7 separate regions of the Mus musculus genome follow, and all the other regions are linked to region 6. Evidence: chromatin contacts called from public Hi-C, HiChIP or PLAC-seq and promoter capture Hi-C data. All regions are on one chromosome and are shown on one strand. The core of a region is the stretch at or near the end of the contact, and the rest is flanking DNA. Distances in the headings are between cores, read along the strand shown.

Evidence for each region. Promoter capture Hi-C pulls out the DNA fragments that hold promoters and counts their contacts. Hi-C and Micro-C count contacts between places; a contact is called where the count stands out from the background. HiChIP or PLAC-seq counts read pairs in DNA pulled down with a chosen protein or histone mark.
Region 1: a promoter capture Hi-C map of hippocampal neurons shows a contact between it and region 6, with 2.2 times the contacts expected there. The contact joins the enhancer-like site here to the promoter of Vangl1 in region 6. A contact is called at or near these places in 5 of 39 promoter capture datasets (the 3T3-L1 cell line, cranial neural crest, hippocampal neurons and 1 more) and 3 of 115 datasets of contacts at active chromatin or transcription factors (cardiomyocytes, embryonic midbrain and pancreatic cancer cells).
Region 2: an H3K4me3 HiChIP or PLAC-seq map of embryonic stem cells shows a contact between it and region 6, with 6 read pairs. The contact joins the promoter of Igsf3 here to the promoter of Vangl1 in region 6. A contact is called at or near these places in 1 of 39 promoter capture datasets (liver) and 1 of 115 datasets of contacts at active chromatin or transcription factors (embryonic stem cells).
Region 3: a Hi-C map of uterus shows a contact between it and region 6. The contact joins the promoter of Sike1 here to the promoter of Vangl1 in region 6. A contact is called at or near these places in 2 of 39 promoter capture datasets (embryonic stem cells and hippocampal neurons), 1 of 484 Hi-C or Micro-C datasets (uterus), 3 of 115 datasets of contacts at active chromatin or transcription factors (embryonic stem cells, extraembryonic endoderm stem cells and pancreatic cancer cells) and 1 of 9 other capture datasets (embryonic stem cells).
Region 4: a contact with region 6 is called in a promoter capture Hi-C map of embryonic stem cells, with 5 times the contacts expected there. The contact joins the promoter of Bcas2 here to the promoter of Vangl1 in region 6. A contact is called at or near these places in 2 of 39 promoter capture datasets (embryonic stem cells and hippocampal neurons) and 1 of 115 datasets of contacts at active chromatin or transcription factors (trophoblast stem cells).
Region 5: an H3K27ac HiChIP or PLAC-seq map of extraembryonic endoderm stem cells shows a contact between it and region 6, with 4 times the contacts expected there. The contact joins the promoter of Dennd2c here to the promoter of Vangl1 in region 6. A contact is called at or near these places in 7 of 39 promoter capture datasets (cranial neural crest, embryonic stem cells, frontonasal cranial neural crest and 3 more), 1 of 484 Hi-C or Micro-C datasets (embryonic stem cells), 2 of 115 datasets of contacts at active chromatin or transcription factors (extraembryonic endoderm stem cells and stem cell-derived neural progenitor cells) and 1 of 9 other capture datasets (embryonic stem cells).
Region 7: a contact with region 6 is called in a FOXA1 HiChIP or PLAC-seq map of pancreatic cancer cells. The contact joins the enhancer-like site here to the promoter of Vangl1 in region 6. A contact is called at or near these places in 4 of 39 promoter capture datasets (3T3-L1-derived adipocytes, cranial neural crest, hippocampal neurons and 1 more), 1 of 484 Hi-C or Micro-C datasets (pre-pro-B cells), 3 of 115 datasets of contacts at active chromatin or transcription factors (extraembryonic endoderm stem cells, forebrain and pancreatic cancer cells) and 1 of 9 other capture datasets (embryonic stem cells).

Annotation. Positions count from the first base shown.
Region 1 is chr3:102,762,794-102,765,493 of GRCm38.p6, reverse strand. It overlaps Tspan2 (tetraspanin 2), which reads right to left. Exons shown (of 8, transcript NM_027533.3): 7 at 226-309. Among named protein-coding and RNA genes, the nearest start is that of Tshb, 19 kb to the left of the region's middle. Within about 2 kb of position 1,378, at least 52 of the 459 cell types and tissues checked have an H3K27ac peak or open chromatin away from gene starts, as enhancers often do. A contact at or near this core is called in hippocampal neurons, where this site is marked.
Region 2 is chr3:101,375,750-101,378,449 of GRCm38.p6, reverse strand. It overlaps Igsf3 (immunoglobulin superfamily, member 3), which reads right to left and starts at 1,325. Exons shown (of 11, transcript NM_207205.2): 1 at 1,248-1,325; 2 at 1-644.
Region 3 is chr3:102,994,345-102,997,044 of GRCm38.p6, reverse strand. It overlaps Sike1 (suppressor of IKBKE 1), which reads right to left and starts at 1,305. Exons shown (of 5, transcript NM_025679.3): 1 at 1,078-1,305; 2 at 784-889. The coding sequence starts at 1,236.
Region 4 is chr3:103,170,356-103,173,055 of GRCm38.p6, reverse strand. Bcas2 (breast carcinoma amplified sequence 2) reads right to left here and starts at 1,401. Exons shown (of 7, transcript NM_026602.4): 1 at 1,191-1,401; 2 at 1,016-1,108. The coding sequence starts at 1,283.
Region 5 is chr3:103,101,218-103,103,917 of GRCm38.p6, reverse strand. It overlaps Dennd2c (DENN/MADD domain containing 2C), which reads right to left and starts at 1,259. Exons shown (of 19, transcript NM_001384113.1): 1 at 1,180-1,259.
Region 6 is chr3:102,203,436-102,206,135 of GRCm38.p6, reverse strand. Vangl1 (VANGL planar cell polarity 1) reads left to right here and starts at 1,443. Exons shown (of 8, transcript NM_177545.5): 1 at 1,443-1,624. It overlaps Gm16160 (a long non-coding RNA gene), which reads right to left and starts at 2,296. Exons shown (of 3, transcript XR_375921.3): 1 at 1,866-2,296; 2 at 1-335.
Region 7 is chr3:101,492,680-101,495,379 of GRCm38.p6, reverse strand. No RefSeq gene overlaps it. Among named protein-coding and RNA genes, the nearest start is that of Gm40109, 14 kb to the left of the region's middle. Within about 2 kb of position 1,334, at least 63 of the 459 cell types and tissues checked have an H3K27ac peak or open chromatin away from gene starts, as enhancers often do. A contact at or near this core is called in forebrain and pancreatic cancer cells, where this site is marked.

The DNA of each region.
Region 1 (2,700 bases), core at 129-2,628, 560 kb before region 6:
TGACAAATTCAAGGTCATAATTGGGTGGATACTGGAATTTGTGTCATATTTTATATAGTTACTACTGATGTATGTCATTAACTTTGTTCTTAGGAGATGTACTGTGAACAAAAGTCTTTACCCATTATGAGATACAGCCATCTCCAATTGGAAGAGAAATACTATGTAAGGGTTTACTGCTTCTTAGAAGGTAAAAAAAAAGAAGACATTCTAGAACTTTCTTACCGTGAGACCCGCAATCCCAATACCAACAATTCCAATGAGCTGCAGTTTAGCACTGATTACGGTTTCAATTTTGTCGATGCAATTCTGTTTAGAAAAAAAAAAAAAGCCATCCATAAAAACTGATTGTGTGACACATCCCATGACCCAATCCTTCCCTTTGCTATCTGGGTCTGTAAGTTAATGAGTGTAAGCTTCTGCTCACGTGCAAACCATCCCTCATGGGTAACGTCAGCCTGACAGCTGTGAAGCAGAAACACAGTGTCGGGCAAACACAAGTCTCTCTTTTTGGGTAAGATTATCTATTTAGGCCAAAGGTCTGCTTCAGAGCTCTGAAGTATGGTGCTACAAAACTTTCTAGTCAACTCCCCCCCCCCACCCCGACCCCCTCGGCATTCCAAAACTTAAGCCTTTTCTTACTTTCAGTAAAGAAAGATAAAATGCGATATTCTCTAAATTATAACCTCCTCTTTGTCATTTACAATTTAAAAGGAATTTTATACACTTGATGTATTTGACTATGTAAGGTATGCATAACTTATTAAGAGACTAAAAGTCTGCATGGGGTCAAATTAAATTAGGGAAAACCAATCCTTAGGAAAACCAGGTCTTGGGAGTCAGAAGAGCATTTCCTCCAGTGTCAGCTGGGCTGTGGTTCCAACCTTTGACCCTTAGGAAATCTGTGAATCAGGGGTTGGAAGAACATTCAGGGATTGGGGAGGCGGGGAAGGGTAGGAAGGTGAGGTAAGCTGGGCAGGAGGCAGAGGGGACTGTCTGTAACCATTACTAGCTTCCCAGTGACAAACACTTCCACTTGGAGACTTCCTACACAGAGGTACTCTCAGCCCAGATGCATCCTCAGGGCACACAAATCTTTAGCATCCTCTGACATCCGCATATGTTAGTTAGCAAATGGTAACCACTCTCATGCCTCCCCTTATATTTAGTGATTCTGCAGATCTCATCTAAGCCACTGGAGTGCGTTGGTGGGTGTGGAGCAGTAAGATATAGCTTCCTCTGCTCTCAGGGGCCTGGTGGAGAGGATGCAGACCCCCAGAGGAACGATAATGCATTCTGCTGAGAGCCTGGAGCACTGCTGGAGACAGCAGTTCCTGGCATGCCAAAGAAAGCCACAGTCCATCCGCAGCCCTTCCAGCCTTTCCCCCTTCACCAGGACTCGGGACTGCCTTCCCTCTGTGCCAGGCTCTGTTGAAGGTAGTGAGAGAGTGTGAAAAGGTACAAGAATCCCTTTCCAACTTCCTCTCCTCAGAGCCAAAGCATCGGTCTGCTCTGTGGAAGGTTAGCTCCTTCTCTGGCTCTGGGTCTCACTCTCTCAGGAAGCCTGCCAGCCACCCTCTTCCCTTCCTTCCCATGCACTCAGCCGTGTTATCTCCATTAACGTTTCCAAGTGACACCAGGCTCACTAGCTCACTCAGTATTTTCAATCTAAAGCAAGCAAAGCAACCTGTCTCCTGCTGCTGCCCCGCCTCCAGCTCTGCCAGCAGCCTGTCTTTCCATTCACAGACGGCTTCTTTTGTGAAAAACAAATTATAAAACATGTACTGGCTTTCCTTATTCACAAGGGAATGCAGAGTCATTGAGATTTGGAAAATAGACATTAATAACAAGAAAATAAGAAACATCTGTCCTCTGCTACGATCAAAACTAATACTGTTGATGATTCTTTGTGCATAAAAGGACCGACCCCCCACACTCGGTTCACTTTCATAGTGATCTGTGTGCTCTCACACTTAACAGAAGAGACTAAAAATATGGCCTTATATTAAATACTTCTGAAATTGGGATTCCTAGTGGCCATAAAACATATTCTATGAAAGGATCATAATTTAAGCAATATCCTGCTGTTGCCTGTTAGGAAATCAGTATTTGGTCATTAATGTATATGTCTTGTAATAAATACCACTGCACAAAAATTTCTATCTGCATTTTCCTCCATTTTTTTCCTTTGTGTGTATGTTTGCCACAGGGGCTGCCAATCTTGTCTTTTGATACTTGGTCTCTCACGGAACTTGGGGTTCACCAATTAGGGTAGGATGGCTGACCATCGAGCCCCAGTGATCATTTGCCTTCACTTTCCCAGCACTGGAATCGCAGGCAGTTCTACCACACCCAGATTTCTCTGCGGTACAAAGGATTAAACCCAGGTCCTCATGCTAGTGTGGTAAACAGTTTATCAGCTGAGCTATCTCCCCAGCTCCTGCACACATTAAAAAATTCCCTTTCTTTAGAATAAACTCTGAGTTTCTAGATGAAAGAGCCTGAGTTCATTTAAGGCTCTGGGTTACATGATTGCACTAATCTTTAGGACCATTATGCCAGCTTTTATAAAATGCTCATTTCACATCTTTCTCACCCATATTGTGTTATTAGTAAAAGGCCAATGTTAAACAATGGGGTCTTGTCATTTAAAGTTGCTTTCATTTCAGATAGCTTCTGATTGCCCATGCTTTTCACGCG
Region 2 (2,700 bases), core at 76-2,575, 830 kb after region 6:
GTCGGCGGCAGCGGCAGCAGGAAAAGGACACTGCACAGGGCACCGTGCTTTTCCCACCGCCTAATCTCTCATTACTGCCAATCCACTTATAGCTCCAGGGAACAGTTTGGAAACAGAACTTCACAGGGAAAATGAGAGCCAGTCAAAGACAGAGTAGTCAGAAGGAGGGAGTTGGGGGCAGGGGAGGGGAGTGGCGTGGCGTGTGCAATAGAGTCCTCTATGCCTAAGGCAGGGGCCAGAGCAATTCCGAAGGCGCTCAAGGTTTCTGCCACATTGTATATGCCTTGCAGACTCCACCGGAACTATGGATTCTGGTGGATTAATCCTCGAGGAAAACGGGAGGAAAGAGTCTGAGAAAATCCTTTCATGCGCTGATTATACAGAAATGTCCTTGGCTTCGCAGTGAAGGTGTCTGAGATCGCTCATTCGGATCCCCCAAAGGGAACCAGGCAGGTTTTGTCAAAACCCAAGACAGCCAAAACACCCGGATTGGTAAAGACACTTCGGATTTCTTCATCAAAAAGTCCATCTCCATCCATAGTGAGAGGTCACGGTACCGTCACCTGCCCCAGAACCTCCCAGGGCACACGAAGTAAGCTGGCATTTGATAGCTCGAGAGTGGTCCCACAAAAGCCCGCAGATTCCTAAAACAAACACAACAGACATTTATCTAAGGCCAACACAACCGCCGCAAAACCGAGAGAGGCCAAAGCACCCGACTGGCCAGCCGAGCCACCTGGGTCCCTTCCCTGGGCGAGGGCAGCCCATGTGTGCATCCTGACCTTGTACAAATCTTACCTTCCGTTCCCCACGCCTCAGTTTCCCCGCCCAGAGCAGGGCAATTATGATTGTTCTCAAAACACTTTCACCAAATGCCTCTCTCACTCGCGGGCTTTTCCCGTCACGGTTTACGGAGCGGGGCGCGGCAGGCAGCCCCACCCTCGGCAGCGCGGGTCGCCACGGGGCTGGCGCGGGGCCGCGACTCGGGGCGCCGACCGTGGGAGCCGGGGCGCGCCGCGTCCCAGGTGGCCCGCTATTGTTTTACCTCCCCGGCGGTTGAGTCTGAGACACTGGCAAAGAAAAGGGTCCGAAAAGGGGCTCGGGGCTCCGCTTGCGGCAAGCTGAGCCCGCCCGGCGCGATCCGGCTCCGACGGAGAAAGGGGCTTGGGCCCGGGGCGGGACGCCGATCGCCACGCCACAGTCCCCGCGCCCCCAACCCGGATCCGCGCCCGCCCGCCCGCGCTCACCTCGCCCGGGGCCCCGCAGCTCCCAGCAACCGAACGCTCGCCGGTCCTGTGTCCCGCACGCCTCCCAAGACGCACGGCTTCCTCCTCGCCTCCCGCAGCGGCTCAGGCCGTCCTGCTCCCGCCCCGCCCCAGGCCCCGCCCTCCAGCTCCGGCCTGGCCCGCAGCTCCCCGCGAGGCGAGCAAGGGCGAAGGCGGTGGCCTCACGGGGACACGCCCCCGGAACGCCCCGCCCACCGCCCCGGCGCTCTCTGGCTGCACCCGCACGCAGCTGCGGACCACCTGGGATGAGCTGATGGAAAGTTAACCTGGGGTTCGCGCCCCAAGGGCCCCTCCCAAAGCCCAGGCTCCCGGGGACGCGTCTTTCGCCCGGTAAACAATAGCAAAACGCTTCGCTGGAGACTTGAGTCTATTTCTATAACAAACCTCCACATTGTGCTTCACTCTAGCATAATCTGGACCCCAGAGACAGCCTAGGTTCATAGCCTTAGCTTCTGTGTTGCTTAACCTCTCTGTGCCTCAGTCTGCTCATCTGTCACAAAGAGTAAATAAGCTCTGCTTAATAGGGTTGTGTGAGGTGTCCACGTCATTCTTGTAAAGCACTTAGCGGAATGCCTCATATGTCAAAAGCACTCAGTTACAAATGAACTGTCATTAGTTTCTTAACAGTGCTATCCATGCAAGTGGCACCATACTTACTCAATATTATCAAACACAAGGAGCTAAAAACGACTCGTTACAGGAGCAGGTTGGATCGTACTGCCCTTGCAGACTTGTGATCTACTTGGGAACACTAACAGTAGGCCATACATAAATGGTGTGGAATGAACCCATTCCAACACTGTGTTCCTGGGGTGAAGTGCTGGGCTGGGTAAGGCCCAGGAAGCCTTGTCCTAGAGAAAACGGAGTATAAAACCACGGAACAAGGGAGGAGGGGTACAGAGGACAATGATAGGCCCTGGAAACATAACTTTATATGCCCAGAGAAGAAAGATTCAGTACCTATGAGAAAAAGCCCTGTGGGACCCTAACTAGACTGGAGGAAAGACTGACAGGAAGAGTTATAACAAAAAATCGGAAGGGGGGGGGAGGGCTGGGCTTTAAGCTTACGCCCAGGAGAAAGCCCCTGAATGGTTTGAGTAAGGACCTGTAGCAATCAGAGCTCCATTTTAGAAAAAGCACTTGACCTAGGATTGGAGGGTGGGTGGGAGAGTTTTCCCGGAATATTAAAGATGTTGTGGTGGATCATGGCTGAAAAATCCAGGAAATAGAAGTAACCACACAGGCAGCTATGGGAACAGAGAGGCCCTGGCAATCAGGGGGTGGGCTCCATGGAATGTCTAGGTGGGTGTGAGAGAGGCTCAGTGTCTGAGATCAGGATTCAGAGACGGAAGGATGAAGGTTGGAGTTTGAGGGGTCCAAGCCCTTTATCTGACTGACAGCCATGTCCAAAGAC
Region 3 (2,700 bases), core at 56-2,555, 790 kb before region 6:
ACGTGTAATCACGAGGCACGGATTTGAATTCAGTTTTCTAATTGACTTCTCAGAAGCAAAAATGAGCTCATTAAAATTAAAAAAAAAAAACTACATTTTGTTGATTTGTGTGAACCACGGCACATGTCGGGTCAGAGAAGAACCCCCAGGAGTCAGTTCTCTCCTTAAACCACGTAGGCCCTTGGAATGGCCTCAGATCCTCCAGCTTGGCAGTTCAGGCCTTCTGGCTGGTTCCAACTGGTGTCTGTGAACCTGTTTCTTAGCTGCATTGTGTAAATACTTGGTCAGGGGCATAGAGTGGAATGGCAGATGTAAAAGGGCTCCATCAGACAACTACCATCCTGCTGTCATCAACAACCCTAAGACTATGTATTTGGGGGACGAAGTTCTAGCCTTCCATCTTGCACAGGAACATTAAAGAAACGTCGATCTTAACTTTAGTGTTCACTCTAATATCGAAATGTTACATTTGGAGACTATGAACTTTAGTTATAGAAGCCTCCATTTGGTATGTGGTCACTCCCCAGCCATCTAACAATTCAACTCTGCTAAACTACTGAATACATCTTTCAAGGTCATCAACCAGGAAGACTTTTAAAAGAGCAATCTAACAGATTTTACTGTTACCAGTTGACCCTTGAAGCACTGATCTAAATATATGTATGCGATGTGCACGCTTGTGAACTGTTCAGGCACTTGTGTAAGAATGTCCAAAGTAGTATTACCAGAAAAAAAAAATCCTAGACACACACACACACACACACACACACACGCCTGACTAACCTCTGTTTTCCTGCTGTAAGTCTCTAATCTGGGTATTCTCTTGAGACAGCAGAATGTGAGGTTTATATTTAGACATGTCCTTCACGTCGGATGCATCCTCTTGATACTGGACAGAAAGACAGACTAAGGCACTGTAAACATGGGCAGGTGCTGCGGAGGAGGCAGCAGTCCCACCCACGACACAGGAAGCTCACACATCCGCCCTGCCCTCCAGACCAAGATAAATCAGGCCGCGCGACCCCACCCACCCGCCCGCAGCGTCCACCCCTGGGCGCGGCTCGGCCCCCGGCCGACCTGCTCGGGTAACACGGCGCCCGCCTCCCGCATCGCCGCCACCCGCCGGTGCAGCGCAGCCGACTGGTCCACCAGCGACTCGGCCGCCGCATCGTGCTCGCGCAGCCGCTCCAGCAGCGTCTTGGCGTCCGTCAAGATCTTCTCGATCGTGCAGCTCATAGTGGCCGAGGAGGCGCGCCGGGCCCGCTAGCCTAGGCGCTTCGCTCAGACCTTACCCGGCCCTGGCTCAGCGCGAATCGCGTCACTTCCGGGTGCACTTTAAAGGCGTGGTGGCATCTCGGTCGGCGCCTGCGCAGAGGTGGACTCTTGGTTACCCTCAGGCTTCGCCACAGCCTTAGCCTTTCTAGGGTGGAGCAGCAGAGGTCGGATTGGTGCCACATCCTGGTTTTTCACGAAGTTATTTCTGTTCCGGTCTTAGTTCAACTTTTCTTCTGGTTTTGATTGATGTAGTTTGTTATTTAGTAATGGGATTGTAACAAACTGATGAAACAGATACTCACCCCCAATAAGTGGTAAAATACACCGGAACCTCTCCTTTCCTCCCTCCCTCCTTCCATTTCTTCTCTTCTTTCTCCTCACCTCCCCCTTTTCCTTTTTTCCTTCCCTCCCTTCTTCCTTTAAACGGTGAGCAGTGTCTGGGAATGACATCTGAGGTTGTCCTTTGACTTCCACAACTGCACTTGTGTATGCAATCAGTTAGATGCACACGCGTGTGCACATACACAAAGGAAAATCTTTCCTTAGTGCAATGTTGGAAGCCTTTTGATTTGGGAGCTATTCTGCTATTCTACAGCACTATGGCTGACTGTGTTTAACGAGTACGGTGGCTGACAGGGAATTCTTTCCTAAAATATTTTTGTCCAAAAGAGTCTAGGACAGTAGAATAGTAGTAATGCTGTGTTTTAAAGAATCATTTTCCCTGTCCTACAGTCTCTTTTATCTTGAGTTCAGATGTAAAGTTTAGAAACACGTGATGTTTGGTGTACTTTTGTGATTTGGGGAAATGCCTATTGTAAAAATTTTACACTTACAAAACTGTGTTAAGAGGTTGCCTCTGGGAAGATGAAATAATTTTCATTCGGAAGGAAAACAACTTTGGGAAAACAGAATAATAGCCTCGAATAAGTTTACAACAAAGACCAGGATATATTTGCAAACGTTTTGTGAGGAGCGTTTCCCAGGACTCTTAGAAATACTTGAGGAGTACACAACCCCCTTGAAGTCACACAGGATGAGGGCTCAGATTATGTGAGCTGGACATTAAGGGGTAAAGATCCCCTCAGTTCTGGAGAAATTGGGGGACACTTGAAGGTTGTACTGGTAGCCCAAATAAACTTACCTAAGGCATGTGGGCATAGGTTAGGACATTAGGAAGGGCTGAAGTGGGGACAAGTTTTCGGTTGCCAGCAGTATAAGTCTCAGGTGAGAAGGGAGGGGCCTCTCCTGATGCTCCCAGCCACCGTGCATGAGAATACCCAACTGTGAACAGGCTAGTTTATTTGTTTCTAACATTTCACTTAGTTTCCCCCCCTTGTCTCCCTGGTATTCTTTAACTCTTAATTCCTTACATTTATATATTGGATTGTAGCTGTTGGGCCCTTGGTCTTGTCTCAAGGACTTGGT
Region 4 (2,700 bases), core at 152-2,651, 970 kb before region 6:
GAAATAGGCATATTCTTTAATTCCATATTCTGCCCAGGCATGAAAGGAGGTGGACATAGAAGAGTCCACCTCTCAAGGATTAACCCTAAACCAGCAGTTTTCAATGCCCTGTAGTCAGCCAGCTGTGGAACTCTGAAAACAGCTTTAATCCCAGCCCCACGTCACGTTGTAATTCACAACACACAACAGTCTTGAATCATTTCAGGAAGTCTCCGCTGCTGCATGACGAACTGACACAGTGTAAACTGTTTGGGTACAGTGTAAATGGTGAAGTCACATGATGTAACATGGACCAGAGCTTAGATCTGGGACTTGAGTTTTCAATTAATTTCTGGGTTAGTACTTTTTACTCTTGCCAAATTTCTTGCAGCTCCCACATCAGTTATGAAACCCCCACTGAGGAGTCACAACCCAGTTTAAAAACCTGGCATCTAGATCCGAAGTATCACACATCCCTGCGCATGGAGCAGTCTCCTTTCAGCCTGAAAGTGCTTCTAACAACATCTAAGTGGTGTTTTTTGGTTGCACTTGTAGAATAACCACTTAAAAACAGCATGCAGTTAGACATGCTTGTTCAGGCATTCATACACCTGTTAACTATCTGAGACTTGGTACAAAAGAATCTCCCTCCAGGGGTGGCAAAGAGTACAGGTACTTAAGATTATAAATATTAAAATCTCGTGAGTGATACCTGTTCTTGAGTGGACCTTAGAGAATAAAGGGCCCTTTTGTGAAATGTACCATGACTCTTCTACACACACACACACACACACACGGAGGTGCACACTATTAAACAAATCTGCAGAAACTAATGGAGCATTTCGCAGGTTCTTGTAGTACGAAGCCCGTGACATGCGCATCTGGCGGTTTCAAACCGACTCACACCTACATGGCACTCAGTACGAGCTGCAGGCACCAGCTAACTTGGAAGGTGGAGTTCACTTTACACAGCTAAAGCCCTCACTCCCGTATCAAAGTCCGCAAGCCTCCTGGCTTACTTCAAAGGCACACTTACTTCAAAGGCAGAATAATCCGGGGCCGTCAGGTAGCTCAGGTAGTTCTTGGTAGGTCGGTATCTGCGCGTCTCCTCCTCCACCAGGGCCGCCGCCTAAGAACGAGAACAGGCCAGGGTCGCGGCGGGAAAGGGCGGCGTGCCTTCGGCGGACCCGCCGCACATGACCCGCACTCACCGCTTCCCGCACGCCGGGTGCCTCATAGCCTTGGTCAAAATATGGTAGCGCATCTACCACCACCTCTCCGGCTACCAAGCCCGTGCCCGCCATCGCGCGGCACTAGGCTTCAAGAGCGCCTTCTGAGTCTGCGCAGCCTCGGTTCTAATTCCACTGCGCCTGCGCCTGGAATGACGTCACACACGCCGCTGCCTTTGGGGCTTCGATTCGGGCGCACGCGCAGTTGGTAATTATAGCCACTAGGCTCTAAGCCTAAGCATCACGTGCTGGCGTGCCGGGGTGCCTTTCTTTGTATGGGTGCCGTTTTTTTTTTTTTTTTTTTTGAAGGAGTGGGTAGGGCAGACTTCGGAAGAGGTGGTTGCTGGACTTGGCTGGAGGGGAGAAATATATTTTCCACATCCTTTAACCTTCCATTGTTTAGACTCACATAGTGCTGGGCTTCTAGCGCTCCCTTGCTTTATCCTCATTTCGCAGCCGGTCCCTTAAGAATGTTCTTTTATAGAAACTAGAAATGTGCGCCTATTTTCCAATTAAATTTTTAGATCCAACAACCTGAGGGGTGCGGCTCAATGGCAAAACCAGGTCAGTCCGCAGCACTGCAAACACCTCATCCCTTCCATGACTGTAATTATAACTATAAAATGCCTCATTTTAGAAGCTCTGCCTTGGAGTGGAGGCAACTCAGGGGAGAGCTAGAAGCCCAGAAAAAGGGAAACTCACAGGAATATGCTAGGGTGACCATAAGACTTGAAGCAACAGGGGATATAGGACCTGAAATGGCCACCTCCTGGAACCAGGCAAGACTTCCAATGGATTGATGGGGACACCAATCTACCCACAAAACCAAAATTTGTCCTGCTTACAAGATGTGTGGGGATAAAGATGGACTAGAAACTGAGGGGATGATCAAGGCCCAACTTGAGACTCATCCCATGAGAGCAAGCCCACCCCTGACACTATTAATGTTTTGCTACACTTCCAGACAGGAGAGGCTTCGCCCAACAGCTGCTGGAAACAGATGGAAAGATCCACAGCCAAACATTAGGCAGAGCTCTGGGAATCTTGTGGAAGAAGGGGAGGAAGGAATGAAGGAACCAGAAGGGTCAAGGACACCACAAAAAAAGCCATACAGAATCAACTAACCTGGTCCCGCAGGGGTTCACAGAGACTGATCCACCAACCAAAGAGGCTGCAATGGACAGTCCTGGATCCTTACACACATGTAACAGATATGCAGCTTCTGTGGGACCCCTAACAGCTGGAGCAGGGGCTGTCTCTGACTCTGCCTTTGGACCCCCTTCCCCTAACTGGGCAGCCTTGTCTAGCCTCAACAGAAGATAGGCCTAGTCTTACTGCAACTTGCTATGCCAAGGCTGATATCCACGGGAGGCCTCCCCTTCTCTGAGGAGAAAGGGAGAAGATGGGGAAAGGAGAGAAGAGAGGGAGTAGGAGGATAGGTGGGAGGGAAGGCTGTGATCAGATAAAATAATGAGAAAATCTTGCTATTTTT
Region 5 (2,700 bases), core at 10-2,509, 900 kb before region 6:
CCTAGTAGAAACCTCATGGTTACAGACTGCTATTCCTTTTTAAATTTCCCATCTCTCCCTAAAATACACACACACACACACACACACACACACACACACACACACACACAAGTAGAGAACACAAATGTCTATAATAAAAACTGTACAAATGCCACAGCCACACATTAACTTTGTTTTAGAGAACTCAGATCTTTTTATAAGCAGCCCCTGAATTTGCAAAATAAAAGTCTTGTTTTGAGGCAGTACTCTCAGCTCACTTTATGAAATACCTTCAGCTAATCTAAGGCAAAGTAACAGATTTTCTGATTGGTACAAGCTTCATGGTAAATGATTGCACTACGGTATACAGATAGCATGCTATTTTAGAAAATGTCATGACTCAGTTAAGAATAGCTCTGCTCTTCAAACAATGGTGATTATGTGGAAATGACGCTTAGATAACTTATTTACATAGTAAACAGAAGTTAGAACTTTCTCTAACAATACAGGCGAATCAGTAGTAGCTTTGGGATAAAGGTTTACCAGGGTGCCTACTGTACTAGGCACTTAGTAGTTTTACAAACTACACATGCTCCGGGGTGCATGTGTGTGTGTATCAAACAACAATGCCTGACATTTGTAGAACACTGTCATTCCTCTCAGAACATGAGAACCCATGAGCGTCCCAGTTTTGCACTCCGGGGACACACACCTCTTAGAGTTAACCCTGACGGAGGTGTGACGGTTTGTTTGCGGCTCTGAGCTCCAGAGCGAAGCCTTTTGACTCACAATCTAATCATCATCTTCTCTCCTGGTTACTCCACAGTCCTACTCCAGTCCCACTGTAGGAATTTTATCTTAAAAAACTACTTGACGACTTCCTCTATCGTGCCTGCCCCGTAGTTCCGAAGCAAAGCGCGCGAACACACGCTTTACCGCTTGTCTGAAGTGCTCCGTCCGGGCACGTCCAAGTTCAAGACCGCCTGATAGGCGCGTTTCCTCGCGGCGGCGAGCGCCTGGGCTCCCCGGCCCTGCACCCCCGACCGCGCCCGCGGCTCGCAGGCTGACACCCGCCTTCCCCTGGCCCGAGGTACCCAGCTCTCGGCTGACCACGAACACACGGGACGCCATGGGGCGACGCCAACAGCTGAGCGGCAGAGGCCCCATGGCCCCACTCCCTCGCTGCATCCCGTCGCCTACCTGCCTGGGCCGCGACGCCGCCTCGCGCAGGGATCCCAGACTCGCGTCGGTGGCCTCTGGGATCCAGCGCCCACATCTTCGTCCCGCCCCCACAGGTTCCGCAGTCCCCGCCCTCCAGGCTAAGACACGCCCTCTTTTGCCTGGGCACGCCCCCGAGCTCACCCAGTAAGGCTCTGTCCTTCCAGGGCTCTCCTCAAGGCTCGGAACCCACGCCAGGCGGTCTCTCCGCCCCCAGCGCTGGGGTACCAGTGTGCGCTGCACCGCGCTGGTTCCACGGTGCAGCCCCTGCCCAGGCCTGGAGCCAAAGCTCTATCTCCGGATCTACGGTCTGTGCGACTACACGAGACAGACCTTTACAGCAAGGCAGAGCCTAGTAGAACCAGAGGAGCCAAACAGCAACTTCTTTAAGAAAACCCCAAAGCAGCTCAGGGAGCAAACATTCATCGGGAATGCCAGCTAGTAAAGAGATGCCAATAACGCACCTGGCCCCGGGTTTGGAATCACAAGCCGGATGCCTTTGGTGCCTAGTCCGGGTGCCGACTGGGTTGCCACACCCACTTGAGACTCACGCTTAAATTCTCCCTACCACACGATCTTGCTCAGGTATGCACATGGCTCTGTGCCTGCTGCAAGAATAGCCCAGTTTCACTCTGCGAGACTGGGATGAGTGGAACCTATTTCCCAGCACGATCTAACTGCCCCACCTCACCGCGCCCCGCCCCACTCCACCCCACCCACTCCATCCGACCTTGTGTCTGGTAACCAAACTTCCCTGGCTTGTTCACACAGAGGTACCAAAATAGAAGACTGCCACAGAGAGGTGTTTAATTACACATCGCGGATGACTGTCACCAGCCAACTCAACCAAGACTTGGAAAAAAAAAAAAAAGTCCCAATCCCTTGTGAAGCTATGAGGTGGGGACATGAGGTGGGGACAGTAAAAGGATTACTTTCTACCTGAGGGAGAAGTATTGACAATTCCTTTAAAATACTCCAGTGAGGAAATAAATGTAAATATGGTTTGGAATACATTGCAAACTCCATTGATCCCTTACCTAATGTGTATGTCTTTAAATGTAGACATGTGTGTTCTTTATTATTTTTCAAACTTCTTATCCTCCTACCCCTGCTTCTGGGGTGCAAGCATAGTCCTGAGCCAACACAAGTGGCATTTAATCTAGTCTGTTTGGAAAGTATCACAGATAGTTGTACAAGGTGAAATTCGGGACTAAAACAGCGTTTTTAAGATTTACATTTTGAAGTTTGCATCCACGAAGATTCTTTAGCAGGATGAAGATTTGAATTCCAAGATGAACGTTAATTAACATGCATGTGTTCTACTGCCCTCTCATGGGTAGGATGGAGCTACACCTAATGGTGAGAGGTGTCCTTTAAGTCTGAAGATAATACATAGTAATTTGTATTATTTTAGTGACTAGGAAGCCAACATGAAATAAAATCAGGTCCTTGATAAATATTCCCCGAAAAGCAATTTGAACTTCAAGAATGGGGAAGAGGAGT
Region 6 (2,700 bases), core at 194-2,693:
TGGGTCTTAGTATTACACAGGACTCCTGGAGAACCTCACACTTGAACTGGGATGTCTTGCTCTGCTTTACGTGTGAAGGTTCTAAGTGGTAAGGTGAATGGGACTCCGTTTCCAGACTTCTTTGGCTTTCCCACCTTAGCAGCTAAGCATGCCGGGCAGACAGCTGGATTTACCCGAGGAAACGGGATGCTGGACTCTAGATCTGCTCTCCGGAGTCATTTAGAGGCTGCAGTTCAGGTACATGCAGATGGTGGGGTCATTGGAGTCTGGAGGCTAGGAGTGTGGAACATCGTCCTGCCACCGTGAACATCTGGGTGTACTTAGAAGGACGTGGCCTGGATGGTGGAGAAAATGGAATATAGAGGAGTTAGGAAAAAGCAGACAGTAAGGACTTCCTGAGGCTACAGGTTCCCAAACAAGGCTACTTCACAAAGAGCCTGCATTTTCGCAAGGCAAATCACCCCCAGCATTCCTGCAAACAAACTGCAGATTCAGCACTTCCCGCTGTGCGTGCCTTCGCGGGAGCATTTTGTCATGGCAGCTATAGATCTGTCATTCTGGGCATGGATTCTATGACGACTAAGAAAGAAGGGTGAGAATATTCACAAAAACAGTTGCCAACTGTTCTGCACTTTCTAATACTAGAATTTCAACCCTTCAAGGACATTAGAGTCCTCACCACTATCCAGACAGGGAAAGGAAGCTTAGCGAGGGAAGTGGTCTCAATCGGTCTGGAACTTTTGGCTCCCTGCCTTCAGAGATGCGCTCTCCTGGTAGTTTCCAGTAGGCAGGCATGTCTGCTCTGGTAGAAGAGGAGCGGGGAGAAGCTGCTGTAGGACTGTGGGCGTTGGTGGTTACGGGCTGGGTCATCTCTTGAGCTACATTGGAGTTTAAGTGTATTATGTGTGCTGAAAAATGTATGAGTTGGGGGAGGGGTAGAAATTGGTTCTTGAGCCATGTGGATATGCGGGTTGGAGCTTTTAATGATGGCAAACAATGAGGGCTTGGATTTTATGCACAATTGTAAGTGTGTGTGTGTGTGCGCGTGCGTGTGTGATCTTGGGGGTATGTTGGGGTGCTGGGTGGAGAGACATCAACCCCTGCGTCATGTATTCAGGAATTCAGGATGAAATTTGTTAGGCTGTGTGCTAGTGGGTCCACTTGGGAGGGGAGATGTCAGTCCCTGGCCAGGCCGTGTGTGTGTGTGTGTGTGTGTGTGTGTGTGTGTGTGTGTGTGTGTTCAGGATGAGATTTGTTAGGCTGTGTGCTAGTGGGTCCACTTGGGAGGGGAGATGTCAGTCCCTGGCCAGGCCGTGTGTGTGTGTGTGTGTGTGTGTGTGTGTGTGTGTGTGTGTGTGTGTGTGTGTCCCCGTGCCCCGCCCTCCGCTGCAGGTGGGCCGGGCCGGCAGCGGGGCCCGCAGCGCTCGCAGCTCTTGGCTGGCGGCCGCGCCGGGCTAGCAGGGCTGGGCTGGGGCTGCGGGGCGGCGCCGGGACAGGAAGCGGAAAGCAGCAGAGACCAGCGGCCGCGGCGGGGCTGTGCCTCCACTGCAGCCCAGCGCAGGCCGCGGAGCCCGGGCGCTGCAGCCGAGAGCGCGGGCGTGGAGCGCGACGGGCCGGCGCCGGGGTGAGTCCCGGGAGAGGCGGGCGCGGCGCGGCGCGGCGGCTCGAGACTGAGCTGGGTGGGAGGTCAGGCCAACTGCGGGTGTCCCTGCTCCCCAGCAGTCCGACTGGGGTCCGGGCCCTCGGACCGGGAGACCCCTGGGTTCCTCCGGGTCGAGCTCCCCGAGACGCGGGTCCTTCCATCCCTGCCCCGGGCTCTCTCCGCTCCATTCCAGTGCTCGGAGTCCTGGGGCAGCCTGCGCTACCTCGGACTTCTTTGCCTTGTCTGGCCTTCGGAGTGCGCCCCTGAGTGCGCGTGCCGGGTGGTGGCCAGGGAATGACGGCGTGTCGGAGGCAACCAGTGGCTGGACGCGCCTTGCAGGGCAGAACGCGATGGGGGTCCCCGCCAGGACCCGGGGTCAACTGGCCGGTTTTCCAGCACAGGAACGGAGCTGGCTCGTGTTTCTCACTTCGCTTACAAAACCGCAGCCCGGGAGGCCTGGGGGGCGCGGCCAGTTGCGCATCGCGGAGCGCAACAGGCAGGTAGTTTACTTTCAAAAGCGCCGGGGCGGAGCAGAGGCGAGCAGCCAGTCCCAGCCAAAGGAGGAGTCCCTGTCCTGGGCAACCTCGCCGCACTCGGGCAGCCTTAGACACCAGTCGAACCTTATTTCATCCTGCAGCCATTGAACTGCCCCGAGCAGCGCGCCCAGAGAAGTGTGAAGCTTTATAAAAATTTAAAAGCGTCGGTGGTGGAAGCAGGAGTGGGGGCGGAGCCGTAGCCTGGTGGGCTAAGTGATGAGGAGAGGAGAGTCGGAGCCGGGCAATCTCAATTTTCATGTCTCCAAACCGGGTGTGATGCCCAGATCGCGAAGATGAGCTCCTTCTGAAGTTCATGGAGGGGTGGCAGGGGTCTTTATTGGCATGGTTGTGTGGTTGGTGCGTGCGTTAGTTTGAACCCGTTTGAGGGGACTGTGGTCAGGAGTGCGCGCGCCCTTACAGGCGAATTCCAAAAGTTAGCTGTGAAGACTAGTGTTTTCACTGACGTGTTTATACGTTTTACGGGGTTTGCTGAAAAAATATTATAAGTTATGTCACCAATCA
Region 7 (2,700 bases), core at 85-2,584, 710 kb after region 6:
CTCCCGAGTGCTGGGATTAGAGGTGTGCACCATCACACCAGGCTGGCTCAGCTTTTCAAGTAGCTGAGATTATAAACACACCACACACACCAGGCACAGCTGTTGTTTTTCTTATTGCCTTTTAGACAAAGAATCCACCGAAGGCTCACAGACCTTTCTAAAGCAGGCAGTGAGAGTTGGTGAAACAAAACCCCTAAGCCAAACACATCTCACAACTCACTGCCCATGAAGTTGTCCATTGTACTAAAATAAAGTTTTATTGAAACACAGCCACACTAGTCTGTTTCTATATTGTCAGGTCATTCACTCTCTGGCCCTTTATAGAAAATGTTTGCCAAGCCCTGCTCCGAGTAATAATGTGACTAACTCAAAGTATTACTGTTTAGAGGTGTTTCCCATTCGTGCTGGGTAGTTTTATGCCAACTTGACACGAACTAGTTATCAGAGGGCATGGAGCCGCAATTGAGACAACGTCTTTATAAGATTGGGCTGTAGCCAAGCATGTAGGGCGTTGTCTTAGCTATTGATCAATGGGAGAAGGCTCAGCCCATTGTGGGTGGTGTCATTCCTGGCCTGGTGGTCCTGGGTTCCACAAGAAAGCAGGCTGAGCAAGCCATGGGGAGCAAGCCAGTGAGCAGCACTGCCTCTGTATCAGCTCCGGCCTCCAGGCTCCTGCCCTGTCTGAGGTGCTATACTGAATTCTTCAGTGATGAATGGTGATGTGGAGGTGTAAGCCAAATAAACCCTTTCCTCCCCAGCTTGCTTTTGGTTATGGAGTTTCATCATAGCAATAGTAACCCTGACTAAGACACCAATCAACTCCATTTTTACTGGAAGTCATTTTGAGATTAGTACCAACTGTTCTACAGATGAAGAAACTGAGGCCCAGAAAGGAGATGGCTCGCCCAAGGTGACACAGACAGCAAGAGGCAAAACCGGAAACCAAACCCAGCCACCAGCGCTCCGAAGAGGGCTGAACAACTGAACAACTGCAGCTGTTGCTGGAGCCTGAATGTGCTTCTCATCTGCCCAGCCGCAGAGTGGCAGCAGCTGGCGGTGTTGACTGTGAGAAGACAGGGGCCGGGAAGCAACTGTACATGATGTAGATACTCAGGAGTAATCTCAAAGAGCAGACAATGTCACCAGGAGCTTTCTGTGCATAGGAAAGGCGGCTAGCTCACAGAAGTCTGCCCACCACAAGCCATGTGTGGCTTCTGTAAATCTCTAACAGTTAATCACATGACTGCTCAAGCCGCGGCAGTCTTCCCACCCAGGCTTGGACAGACCTTTCTCAGCTTGCCAAGGAGCTGCTCAAGAACCTGAACGGCTGTCACATCACTTGTGTGAGAGAGCCCTCTAGTGTCCATTTCTGGTATTGCCTCCCTTGCCATGGGCTCTGTAGACAACAGGGACACTGTTTTTCTAGGTCTTTTGACTTTAAGGAACTCATCTAGTACAGTAGACTTAAAAGGTGTTGCTCTCTTCAGAGCTCCCTGAAGAGGCTGTTATGCAAAGCCTAACTACACTACCATTGGGCATTGCCTGTTTGCAGGTTTTCCCTTCAGTTCTGACTCCGTGGCCTTTCATAGGCTCTGGAGTTCAGTCTGCAGACAGATTTGACCTTCCACAACAACTTGACATATGGGAAGCTGTCTCAGTTGCCTCCAGCTAAGCTCTGTTTCCGGAAGTATTTTGTGTTGTCAGTTTGGGGTGGTTAATTTTTATGGAGATCGAAAAATATATTTTTATTGCCTTTTATATATTTATTTTGTGTTGGGGGCTATGCATGTTTGCTACCATGCTTGTGTGGAGGACAGAGGACAACCTGAAGCAGTCAGTCCCAGGGATCAACTTCAGGCTTGGTGCCAAGTGCCTTTAACTTGCTGATACACCTTACTGTCCTCAATTCTGCAGAGGGTGATGTTTGAGATAGGGTCTTGCTAGGTGCCTTCGACTGGTTTCAAACTCCCTATCTTCCTGCCTCTACGTCTTTGTACTGGGATAACTGGTGTGACCCACCACCACCCAAGCTGCCATGCTACACTATTTTAATTGTTTATCAACGTTGTATACACTGGGATTGTCAGCGTGGCTGAAAGCAGCAGGTGACGCTTGTTTTGAGTCCCTGTGCTCAGCAGTAGTCAGAAGCGGTAGCCGAGGCCCAGGAGCTGCTGTCTCATCTGACAGGCAAGGACTCTGTAGGACCAATGTTCACAACTTCCTGTTGCTGATTGCCTCGCACTTAATCACAGAGAATCATCTGTATGAGAGCTACTGGCCTGGGGTTGGGGGGGGGGGGGCAGGTGCTGTGCTGAACCCCCATGTGCTGACACAGGCACCACGGTTCCCAATTTTCAGATGTGACTCAGAGTCCAAAGCTCTGAGCAGCTTGCCCATGGCCTAACATCAAGCATCAGATCAATGTGTCTAAGTGCTATGGCCAGGGAGGCCTGGATTTAACCCAGAAAGCAGCAGCAGTCGGACCACATCTCTCTCAATGCCCCAGGTCGCTCTGAATCCCAGCTCTGGACCTGAAAATCTCCCCTGTTGAAGAGCGGACTTGTGTCAGGTCGTGTGTGGCCGACTCAGAAAGGAGTTCCCAGTTACTAGGTTTCCCTTTCTGTCCATAACGAATTTGAAGGAAGGCAATGGCTTGTGGTAGACACACAGGCTCCCTTTGCTTTCTGTTGAACATCTGCC